Regions from separate parts of the Macaca mulatta genome. Here region 2 is linked to region 1. The links are chromatin contacts, called in public Hi-C maps. All regions are on one chromosome and are shown on one strand. The core of a region is the stretch at or near the end of the contact, and the rest is flanking DNA. Distances in the headings are between cores, read along the strand shown.

The links. A called contact is a pair of places that touch in the nucleus more often than the background predicts.
Region 2: a contact with region 1 is called in a Hi-C map of fetal cortex germinal zone, with 2.4 times the contacts expected there. The contact joins the promoter of PRPF39 here to the promoter of TOGARAM1 in region 1. A contact is called at or near these places in 3 of 14 Hi-C or Micro-C datasets (blood, fetal cortex germinal zone and liver).

Annotation. Positions count from the first base shown.
Region 1 is chr7:118,293,093-118,299,276 of T2T-MMU8v2.0, forward strand. It overlaps TOGARAM1 (TOG array regulator of axonemal microtubules 1), which reads left to right and starts at 2,928. Exons shown (of 18, transcript XM_077940950.1): 1 at 2,928-5,205. The coding sequence starts at 3,160. It overlaps KLHL28 (kelch like family member 28), which reads right to left and starts at 2,613. Exons shown (of 5, transcript NM_001261270.1): 1 at 2,584-2,613.
Region 2 is chr7:118,417,320-118,423,503 of T2T-MMU8v2.0, forward strand. It overlaps PRPF39 (pre-mRNA processing factor 39), which reads left to right and starts at 2,893. Exons shown (of 16, transcript XM_077940961.1): 1 at 2,893-3,024.

The sequences.
Region 1 (6,184 bases), core at 1,678-4,177:
AAGATGTAACCTCAAAAAATTCTTGAGAGGATTAAATGACTTAATATTTACTAAGTACCTAGCATGGTGCCTGGCACATAGCAAATACTCAAAACATGGTGTTATTATAATTGTTTGTTAATACTAATAGCAACTTTCATTTGCATAGCATTTCTTCACAATAACTTCTCAAACTATACAAAATTCTTACTAGTTTACAGAATTCACACTGATGTTCAATATTCCTGGATGTCTGTAAAATTTGAGTAAGAACATAGAAAAATCATAGTGATTCGCCCAGGGAACTACTATGTTATCTCTGATTCTGGAAATAAAGGAGGTTTTAGGGCAATTGTGTTTACCCTTAAGTTCAGCTAAAAAAAAATTAACATATGTAGCACACACATTCCTATAATTCACTAATTTAACTACACTCTTGAAATTATTGAAATTTTAAACTTGTTTTAGCTGAATTTGCAATTTTCAATGTATCCTTAACCACTTCCTTTTAACCTTCTGAGGTGTACTATTAATAAGACACCTGACAGTGTATTCTACTATTCTAAAAATTGATTATAAATTTGTACTCTCTCTCTATATGATTAAATACGAAAGGCTTTTTAAGTCAATATAAGAAGAATTCCTAGATTTCCAAAGTAAGATTTAAAAAAAATCTGCTTAATAAACAGAATACACACTCAATGAATGAGATTTACGTTCCACAAAATAGTTCTAAAAGATAATTAGTAAGGCGTGATGCTGATGAAGTCCCATTTCCTAAATATCCACTACGGAGACTAATGCATCTTCTAAGTCTTCAATCAAAGAGACAAAATATAACAGATATAAAATAAATTGCAATCTGTAATGTACAGTGATTCACAGGGACCTAAAAAAACAATCAAAAGGAAGACTCATCTTGCTTTGTTCCCAGGAAAAGGGCAGGATAACTGCTTAAGTACCCACGTCTCTCATTTAAGACTTTCGAAGTCCTTTTCTGTGATTCCATGATTACCACACAACCTCTAGTTATTAACTTGGCTTCCCAAGTTCTGCGATACAAGAAAGAGCGCACTGGATTTTCAACTTGAAAATTCTGATTCAACATAAACTGGCACTGTAATGTGTACATCATTCTCTAGGTTAGTTTGAACTGGGTTCCTCAAGTCTGGGCAATACATGGGTCTACACATTTGAGCTTCTTAGGTTGGGACTATGAGAAACAGACACTTTCTCATTGACAACTGCTACAATCATTTCTTGTTTTTCACCTCCCTGTCTTTAACCTGTCCCTAAAATGAAACATGTTAGCCAAACCTAATTTAGGCAGATTCATTTAAACACGAAAATGGCTTATTAAAACCCAAGTAACAGCCTAGAATTTAAACCAAAACATAGGATGTATATTTACACAGCCTCATTTATATTGTCTATTCCCCATCCCCACCCCCCCAAAAAAACAAAACAAAACTGATATTCAAATCGTAATTTAAGGCAAAAATTCAGAAATTATTTTTGCGCTTGCAACAGCTGGGAGCATTATTTATAAAGCTGTTTAGCATATGTGACTCAATTATCCCAAGACTTTAAAAAGTATTTAAGAGAAATCCCACCTGGTACAGAGAAGGGTAGGAATACTTGCATTTGAAGTGCATAAATTTGGGTCTTCAAATGATAACTTAGACTTTTCGCACGAGTCATTCAAAAGTAATTGTATTAATACTCCTTCAAAAAAAAATCTCTCTTCCACACTCCAAAGCATTCAGGCTCACACTAGATACGCCAGCTCCTCCACTGTGTTCGTTTAAGTATCATTTATGATAAGGAGAAAATGCACACAAAATTCTCAGTTCGCCTAAAATAAATAAATGTCTACTATTATTCCTAAATCCACAGGGCAGAATTCTCTTAGAACCGTGATGCCAAGAACTTCCACCGCAAGTGAAATTGTCTTCGCAATCTCTATCTCTAGGAGACTGAAAGGCCGCAGAGATGCTTGAGGATCCTGCAGGGAGGCTAGGGCGGCAGACGGAGGGGGCGGAGGGAAGGGGAGAGTCCCACAGAGGAACTGCATTAGAAGGAAAGACTTTGATAACGTCTAAGGGAGAGGCGGTTAGCTACAGGGGGAAAAAAAAAAAAAAAAAAAGACCTATTTCCAGATTATGTACGTTGTAAAGAAAACGCAAAGTGATGAGGGTAAGGAAACGTGGTCAAAAACAAACAAACAAAAAACAAACAAACAAACAAAAATTAACCCTCTACGGCCGGAGGGTTAAGAGAAGTCGACAAAAGGAGAAAGGGGAGGAGGGCGGGGGCGAAAAAAGGCCCCAAAGACCAGGAATTGAAAAAAAGTACCCGATTTGTGAGCTTGGCCGTGGTCCGGATCTTCTGTCCTGATAAGCAGATGGCAAGAGGAAAGGATCACAGTTACTCAGGGTGGCAGAGAGTAACGCGTTTACAAGGGTAACCAGCCCTGCACAAGAAGATGTCGTCTCTCTTTCCACCTGCTCCGCTCAGTCCTTTGCCTCTTACTCTAGCACCAGTGGCATTCAGGCAAAACACTGCCAAAGTCTGCACCGCTGGAGGACAGCAAAAGGAAAATACCTGAGTCCCAGTAATCACACGGGAAGCGACAGGAGGAGGAGCCGCGGACAACTGGAGCCTGGGCTGGATCCTCACTAGCTCCGGTCAAACCCCAACTCTTACGGGTGGGGCGGGCAACTTCCGCCCAGAGCAAGGAAAGCGTCACATCCGTCTAATGTCTTCACCCCTCCTCCCTTCTCCGCTCTAGCTACGTTTGCAACGTTCTGACTTCCTCTTCCAGGAGACTTTGGCCTAGTCTCAACACCTGACGTGGACTACATAACCCAGCATTCATCACGGCAAGTGGATTTCCGGGTCAAGAGGTCCGCGCTGGGTACATCACCATGGAAGCAATCGGTTTGGTCACGTGGTGCCCTTGGTTACGCCCGGTGGCAGCTGTGGGGTCTACGGCTCAGACGGGGGCCATTTTGCCAGAGGCTGCCTCCCGGAGTTGGGGGCGGCCTGGCGGCGGGCTGAAGCTGTTCTTTTTCCTCTTCTGCAGCTTGGGGCTTGGAGAGGATCTGGAAGTCCGGGCTCCATCGAGCCCTTCGGAGACGGCAATGATTTCTTCCAACCACCGCCACCTGACGACCCTGCATGGCGGCTGCGCCCTCCGCTCTGCTTCTGCTGCCGCCCTTTCCAGTCCTCTCTGCCTATCGGCTCCAGAGCCGCAGTCGTCCTTCCGCCCCAGAGACTGATGATAGTGGAGTTGGGGGCATTATGAGAGGAGAGAAAAACTACTACTGCCGTGGAGCTGCGGGGGACCACGGTTCCTGCCCCACTACAACTTCGCCTCTGGCCTCGGCCCTCTTGATGCCCTCGGAGGCAGTCTCAAGCAGCTGGTCTGATTCTGGAGGCGGTTTGTCAGGGGGAGATGAAGAGGAGACTCGGCTCCTTCAACTCCTCCGCACCGCGCCGGATCCTTCTGAGGCCTTTCAGGCTTTGCAAGCTGCTTTGCCGCGGCGGGGCGGTCGACTTGGCTTCCCCCGACGCAAGGAAGCTTTGTATCGGGCACTGGGCCGAGTGCTTGTGGAAGGAGGTAGTGATGAGAAGCGGCTCTGCTTGCAACTTCTCTCAGACGTTCTCCGGGGTCAGGGGGAGGCAGGCCAGCTGGAAGAGGCCTTTAGCTTAGCACTTTTGCCTCAACTAGTTGTCTCGTTACGGGAAGAGAATCCAGCCCTGCGGAAAGATGCGCTGCAGATCCTGCATATATGTCTGAAACGTAGTTCTGGAGAGGTGCTGAGAACGCTTATACAGCAAGGACTGGAAAGTACCGATGCCCGACTTAGAGCGTCCACAGCACTACTGCTTCCCATCTTGCTTACTACTGAGGACTTGTTGCTTGGTCTGGATCTCACCGAGGTGATAATATCCCTAGCCCGAAAGCTTGGTGATCAGGAGACAGAAGAAGAATCTGAGACAGCTTTCTCCGCCCTTCAACAAATTGGGGAGCGACTTGGCCAAGACAGGTTTCAATCGTATATTTCTCGTCTCCCCTCTGCCCTGAGGAGACACTACAATCGCCGCCTGGAGTCCCAGTTTGGAAGTCAAGTTCCTTATTATTTGGAACTGGAAGCCTCTGGATTTCCTGAAGATCCCCTTCCATGTGCAGTGACTCTTTCCAACAGCAATCTTAAATTTGGGATTATTCCTCAGGAGCTGCATTCACGATTATTGGATCAGGAAGACTATAAGAACCGAACCCAGGCCGTCGAAGAACTAAAGCAGGTGCTGGGAAAATTTAACCCTAGTTCTACTCCTCATTCTAGTCTTGTTGGCTTCATTAGTTTGCTATATAATTTATTAGACGATTCTAACTTCAAAGTGGTTCATGGCACACTTCAAGTCCTGCATTTACTGGTTATTCGCCTTGGAGAGCAGGTACAGCAGTTCTTGGGACCAGTTATAGCAGCTTCTGTCAAAGTACTGGCAGACAACAAGTTGGTGATCAAACAAGAATACATGAAAATCTTCCTCAAGCTAATGAAGGAAGTAGGACCTCAGCAGGTGCTTTGTTTACTCCTGGAACATCTCAAACATAAGCATTCCAGAGTGAGAGAGGAGGTGGTGAACATTTGCATCTGCTCCCTGCTGACCTATCCTAGTGAGGATTTTGACTTGCCCAAACTGTCCTTTGATCTTGCCCCAGCTCTTGTAGATAGCAAACGCAGGGTACGCCAAGCAGCTTTAGAAGCTTTTGCCGTATTGGCATCATCAATGGGCTCAGGTAAAACCAGCATCCTTTTTAAAGCTGTGGATACTGTTGAACTGCAAGATAATGGAGATGGAGTGATGAATGCTGTGCAGGCCAGATTGGCTAGGAAAACCTTACCAAGGCTAACAGAGCAGGGATTTGTGGAATATGCAGTACTGATGCCATCTTCTGCCGGGGGTAGATCAAACCATTTGGCACATGGAGCAGATACGGACTGGCTTTTGGCTGGTAACAGAACTCAGAGTGCACACTGTCACTGTGGTGACCACGTAAGGGATAGCATGCAAATTTATGGATCTTACAGTCCAACTATTTGTACCCGAAGGGTATTAAGTGCAGGAAAAGGAAAAAATAAATTACCGTGGGAAAATGAGCAGCCTGGAATCATGGGAGAAAACCAGACCTCCACTTCCAAGGATGTAGAGCAGGTATGCTTCTCTAATTTTCTTGAGTCGAAAGTGTGAAGAATTTAAATGAAAATATGCCTGCGATGACTGAAGGGTGAGTCTGCTTGAGGGAAACATGTTATGCTTTGTTTTAAATCAATTTTAAATCCACTGAATGTTGATGTGGGTACTCATTATAATGGTACAGATCAAAAAGGACCATTTAATAGGCTTCCTGCTTGATAGATTTAATTAAGTTTGAGACATGTGATATAGACAATACCTAGATTCAGTTTGAGTTTGTTACTGTGGCATGTCAGTTTATCTCATCATACAACAAACATTGAATACCTAGTAGGTGCCAGATAAAGAGCTAAATTCTGGGAATGAAGATGAGGCCAGTTTCACACAGTTTAGGAAAAAGGTCAGACCTAGGAATTAGCAAGTAACAAATTCGCTAAGTGCTAAAGTAGAAATACAAAGACTGCAGGAATACTGAAGATAGAAAAAATAATTCCACTAGAAAAGTAAAAAAAAAAAAAAAAAAAAAAAAGCATCCGCAGAAGATATGACATTTGAACTGAGATTTTACCCCCGAAGCTTTTATTTAAAAAATTCCAAATCTATAGGTAAGAGTACAATGAATACCCATATACTTCATCTGTATTTACCAGATGTAACATCTTGACGTATTTCCTCCATATTTGCTGAACCATTTGAAAGTAAATTGTGGATATCTTGAGATTTCACTCCTAAATATCTCAGCATATATCTCCTAGGAATGACATTCTCCTTTATATCCATAAATCATTATTGCACCTCAGACTATCAGTAGTAATTCAGTAATATGTAGCAGACAGCCTGTAATTAAATTTCCCCAATTGTCTCCAAAAGTGTTTTATATTTCTTGTTTTACTTTTATCATCCAGGATCTAGTCAAGGTTCATGTGGTTAATGTTCCTTGTAATTTTATCTAGAATAATATCCTGCTTGTTGTTTGTTTCTTTGTTTTTTCATGGCT
Region 2 (6,184 bases), core at 1,643-4,142, 120 kb after region 1:
TAATTTGGGAAGTGGTTAATAAGGGAGTATTTATAAAGGCAGGGCTTAGGGAAACCTGGAACCTAGAATGAAGTTATATGAAGAGGGTTACCTGGATCAGAGCTGAGATCACCCACATGGAGGGAGCTGGAGGAATAAATACCGTGACCTCACTCCTCAATTCCATTCTGCCAGGACTTTCTCTTGGCCATACTCAACCAGAAACCAGGAAGCAAGAGAACTTATCGATATGGTCTATAAGGGTCAATCTCCAAAGAATGGAGCAGGGTGGATAAGGACAGACAGTTGATCTGGAGGGGCAAATGGAAGAAATACATGAATAAATGATATCATTTCCCATTGGTCTGACTTCTTTGTTCTGTTTCTGAGATCACATGACTTTAAATATTGTTTTTTTTAGAACCCACTACCCTCTAAACTACAGTATTTGGTATAATATCTTTTTTCTTCCCAAAGCTTATAATTGTGATACACAATTTCTAAAAAGTCAACTAAGGCTAAATCAATTTTTTTTGTTGTTTTTTGTTTTTGTTTTGAGATGGAGTCTCACTCTGTCTCCGGGGCTGGAGTGTAGTGCCACGATCTTGGCTCACTGCAACCTCTGCCTCCCAGGTTCAATTGATTCTCCTGCCTCAGCCTCCTGAGTAGATGGGATTACAGGCGTGCGCCACCATACCCAGCTAATTTTTGTATTTTTAGTAGAGATGGGGTTTCACCACGTTGGTCAGGCTGGTCTCGAACTGCTGACCTCCTGATCTGCCTGCCTCGGCCTCCCAAAGTGCTGAGATTACAGGCATGAGCCACTGCATCCTGCCAGCTAAATCAGTTTTTAAGATAATGTATGTTTCTAGCAGTGGGGATCACATTTCAGGCCAAGAGAAGACCCCACTTAAAGGTTTTGACACATAAAAGGGCTGTGGGAACAGTAGGTTCTGTGGAGTTACCGGGAGGCAGAAATAGTGAGAAGCCTGGCATGATTATGAAAACACTATTTGCCATTCTAAAAGTTTAGGATTTCTTTAAAAAAAAAAAAAACAAACAAAAAAAAAACCGTGGAGGAGGAAACCAGTGGAGGTTTTTAGGCAGGGGAGTGAGAGCAATAGCACTGGCTTGAAAGGTAGAATGTAAAAACTAGATAAAGGAAAACAATGAATCCACAGTGAATAAAGTTGAAGATGCAAGTAGATTTTTACAAAATGGCTATTTGAGTGAATGACATCTCAGAGATAATCTTATTTACTGATAAAGAAGTTGAGGCCACTTTAGAAAGACCAAAGAAAAGGAGTGAAGGTCATGCCAAACAGTCACTGTGTAACAGTGCCAGCAGCAAACTCCAGTCTGTCTTCCCAACGCACCACTCCCTTGACTATTCTTCCCATAGTAAACATTTAAAAGCTGCTGTTTAAACCTGTTAAAAAAAACAAAAACAAAAACAAAAACATGGCCACACTGTCAGAGAATCCAAAAAAAGGTAGCTTGGAGAGTAGAAGAGGCAAATGCAAAAGGAAAGCTACTACTTGGTACTACTAGGTGCAGTGTGATGCAAGTAAAAGGTAGAAAAAAAGATCTAATTTGGTATTTGGAAGTAAAGGTGCTGGTGAGAGGATTTATGATTAACCAGCGTTGTAACAAGAAACATCATCTTGTAAATAATTATTTGCAGAGGCGACAGATTCCAGATGAGGAACTTGGAGCCCAGTAGTAATAATATTGCACCTTGAACAAGAGATTAAATGGTAAGTGATGGGTGAATGCAGGGGCACAATTGTAACAGAATCTTAAAGGGAGAGAGGCCAGATTGGAAAGAAGTTTGTTTTTTGTTAAAGTGGAGATGGCGGTACAACTGAAGAGGACTGCTAAGATTGTCAACGCACAGTCCCCCTCAATTTATCCAGAGGATAACGTATCCCTTTTTATATATATATATATATATATATATATATATTTTTTTTTTTTTTTTGCTTGGCCAACTTTAGTCAGGTTTCTGAATCTTCTGCTAGGCTCTTCTGTACACTTTCTTTGTAAAATCCAGTTTAAGCAAAGAACTTTGCTAAGTCAGATTAGCAATAAACCCCTATCCTTGATAGCTGATCATCCTCATTATCTGATCAGGTTCTTCAGTCTCCACCATCCCCCAGGTGATGCCTCATCATCTTGGCCTGTCTTCAGCAAAAATCCTATTAGGTGGGTTTAGCCAAAATCCCCCTTACCCTGATGTTTCCTCTTAGTAATTTTCCATTCACTTACCTCTGCTCCTTGGTTATAAATCTCCACTTGCCCATGCTGTATGGGGAGTTGAGCCCAATATCTCTTTCCCCACTGCGAGTCTCCGTTGCAGTCAGTGGTCCCCATACCTATTGCTTTGGTCCTGAATAAAGTCCTCCTTTTTGTGCTTTAACAAGTGTCACTAAATACTTTTTTCTTTAACAATAGCCCGTTCTCCAAACCCCTAAGTCCACGATTGTTTAGTTTTCAGGAAACCTGAGTGAGCCCAAGGTCCATAGCATCGTGAGATTTGTGGGTTTAAGGCTGAATTTCTGTCCGTTTTTAGGTAAATGTTTTAGTGTGAAAGCTTGAACAATTGTTGGGAAAGCCTTAGATTTGACCCCCAAAATGACATTTTGCCGTTTTTGGAGGGGAGGGGTCACGGCGCTGTGTTTAAGATCAGGCGAGTGAAAGGCCCTAAACACCCTTCTTTCCTTTGGGAAGAAGTCTCTATGGAGGGAAAAGCAGGTAGGAGCAGCGGTCCCCGCCCTCGCTGGCGGTGGGGCGGGGCTGCGTGGGCGGGGCTGGGGCCGCAGGGGCAGCCAGGATCCCTGGGAGGGCCAGGCCTGCGCGCTGCGAACCCACGTGACTTTTTCGCCTCCCGAGACACCGACGCATGCGCATCGTGCCCTGGACCAGGCGACCGTGGCGCGGGTGGCGGCTGCTGTGGTGGCTGTGGGGACGGAGGCGGTGAAGTGCCATCTTCGGCTAGGTCGTCACAGTCTTCGGCTCATGGCATCGAGTAGCATCCATTATAAGGTCTGCTGGGGCGGGTTCCTTGAAATTAGCTGGGGGCGGAGGGTGGTACTTGGGACTGAAAAGGGCCTGCCCGGTTTCAGGCCGCGCTGTGGCCGCGGCCTCCCTCTCCCGCCCTGTTTGAGGCCTGGCTCGGACTCAGCGGCCAGTTGTCCATTCCTTTCTCCTTCCCACCTGTTGGGTGGAGCGGTGCAAGGTATTTTTTTCTTAGACCAAACGTTTCACTTGAGGGCTGCATTAGGTAGGGTGGGGAAGTGTGGGCCTCCTTCGCCTGGATTTAGGAAGATATTTGCGGGTAATTCTAAAGCCCTTGCTTCCCCCGGAGCTGGAACACAGCTGGGATGGCTGGAAGTGGAAGGAGCACATTCGCAGCCGCCAGAGGATTGGGAAGATAATATACGTTCTATTACTAAGGCATGTGAGCGCCTTGTAGGGCACGTTCTGCCTTCTAACTACATAAGCAACACTTTTGCGACCCTAAGTCACAGCACCCAAAGCTTTTGGCAGGATACTTTAGAACAGAGAAAACAGACATCAGAGATCCTGGTAGGATTTTTTCAGGGAATCTGCTTAAGAATATTTAACTTTGGTGATCAGAGACCACCACTGGTGTTTTTCTCCAAAATCACATCTTTAAGTTAATTAATTCTTGAAGTTAATAAATAATACTGCTCAGTATATTAGTGATGATGCCATAATACCATGTAAATTTATGCCGATTCAAATATTATTTTTTTCGTTTGATATTCATATGGCCTTCTGTTTGAGGACTTCAGATTATTTAGCAACTGATTTAATCTGTTCAGAAATAAACTTTGCTACAGCTGGAAAGCGTGAGGTTTGAGAAATCAAATTTCGGACAGGGAAGTATGAAACTCGTGTTGGAACTTAAGTGTTTTAGGCTCTATGGGAGCTTGAATGGAGTGAAAAGAACAAGCGTTTACTGTCAGGTTTTCCTCCTCCCTCTAGATTTATAACCTCATTCTGGAGTTGCAAAAGTTGGAACTTTCCACTGTTCACTGTCTAGCAGGGATAAAGTGATGGAAGGGAGTTCTGTTAAAGAAGACTAGTATTTAGATTGTGAACTCTGAAGTAGGAGTTGAGCATAGATGGCTAATAGGTGGTTATGAGTCACTATTTGTTTAAAGTCTCAGTATTTTTACTTGTGTATCTTGAATAAGAAGATGTTTAAAAGTCAAATGATAAAAATTGTATGTGCTGTTTTCGTGGTATGTTTTAACAAATCTTCATGGAAGATAGGACTTTAAAAAAATTTAAAAATAGCCAAAAGAGGAAGAAAGTAGTATAGTTCCAGCCAAATGGTACGTTTTCCAAAAAGCCGAAGATGGTGTAGACATTTATGTAAATGCATATACAAAATCTACTTTCTAGAACACAGTGTTTAATATGTCGAGACCTTAAAAAGTCAGCCTATGACTACTTAGCCCCTGAAAACAGCTGCCAAGACCAGATAGTCTCTTTTCTTCTTACATCCCACATCTCCATATTCCCTTATTTGTGGATGAGATTTGTGTAGCAAAGCTACTTGTTTTGCTCTACCCAAAACTCCTTTCAGTCTTTAGTGATGACTTCGGATTTTTATGTATTGCTCTGTTTATGAAAAAGAATAGTCAATGGTATAATTTTTAAGTACCTCTACAGGAATAAGAAGCATACAGAGAATAAAAAAAATAAGGTATTAGGTCAAAAGACGGCGTTTCACTCTTGTTGCCCAAGCTGGAGCACGATGGCGTGATCGGCTCACTGCCACCTCCGCCTCCTGGGTTCAGGTGATTCTCCTGCCTCAGGCTGCGATTACAGATGCGCGCCACCACGCCCGTTTGATTTTTTATAGTTTTAGTAGAAATGGGATTTCACCATGTTAGCCAGGCTCGTCTCGAACTCCTGACTTCAGGTGATCTGCCTGCCTCGGCCTCCCAAAGTGCTGGGATTACAGGCATGAGCCACCATGCTCGGCCCAAATGTCCCATTTTTAATTAAGTGTTGGTAATTGAAGTCATCCTCCAAAAGACCTTTTAAATTTTAAGATTGCATAATTGTCACTGAAATATTTAATGTATGTCATAACTATACTAAAAGTGAAAGGTATGATAAATGTATTTTTTTATATATTGCATATTCTCTCTATATTATGTTTCATTTTATACTCGTGTCCTTTGTGCCTATCATATGATTTTATAGTAAATTGTAAAAATAATAATAATAAATATATAATAATATAATAAAGTGAAAAGGAATCGACTGGTTTGGTGAGTTGAAAAAGGGAAGACTTTTATTAGTCTGGGGGAACAGCTTGTGTCAAGGCTCAGAAAGGAAGAATCTAAGGGGCTCTGGGAATGGCAATGAGGAGGAGTATTGTAAGATTAATATTTTTGGGAAGTTAAGTTGGGACTAGATCATTCAGAGATATTGTGCTGTTACACAGCAAGTATTATTTTAGGTTCTAGGGGGACAGCAGTGAACAAAACTGACAAGGCCTCATTGTCATTTAATTTTTTTTTTGCTTTTACTCCTGTTGAGCTGTGATCAGGGAATTTAATATTCTAGTAATACTAGTTTGCAGTAGTGCAGCAGTGTTTCTCAATTTTTTTTTTTCCTGCAACCCACAATAAGATGTATATGGACATCACTAACTCAATAAACAGTTCACTTGTGTGTACTTCAACATTATGCCCTTAAGGTGTGCATGCACTCTGTCATATATATTTTTCTACATTTACAAAATGAGAAGCTGGTTTGAAGCAATCTGCAGTTTGAAAAACATTGATCCAGAGGGGAGAAAATAAATACTTAAATTATAACACTAGTAGTGTGAATGGAAAGAAGAAGATAGTTAATTTTTTTAAGGTATATTATCCCACTCTGTCACCCAGGTTGAAGTGCATGGTCAGCTCACTGCAACCTCCACCTCCCAGGGCTCAGATGATCCTCCTGCCTCAGCTTCCCAAGTTGCTGGGACTACAGGCACGTGCCACCACATCCAGCTAGTTTTTAAATTTTTTTGTAGAGACGGCGTTTCCCTGTGTTGCCCAGACTGGTCTTGAACTCCTGGACTCAAGCAGTCCTCTCACCTCGACTTCCCAAAGTGCTGGGATTACAGGTGTGAGCCACTGCACACGTGGCCCAGAGTGTATTATTATTT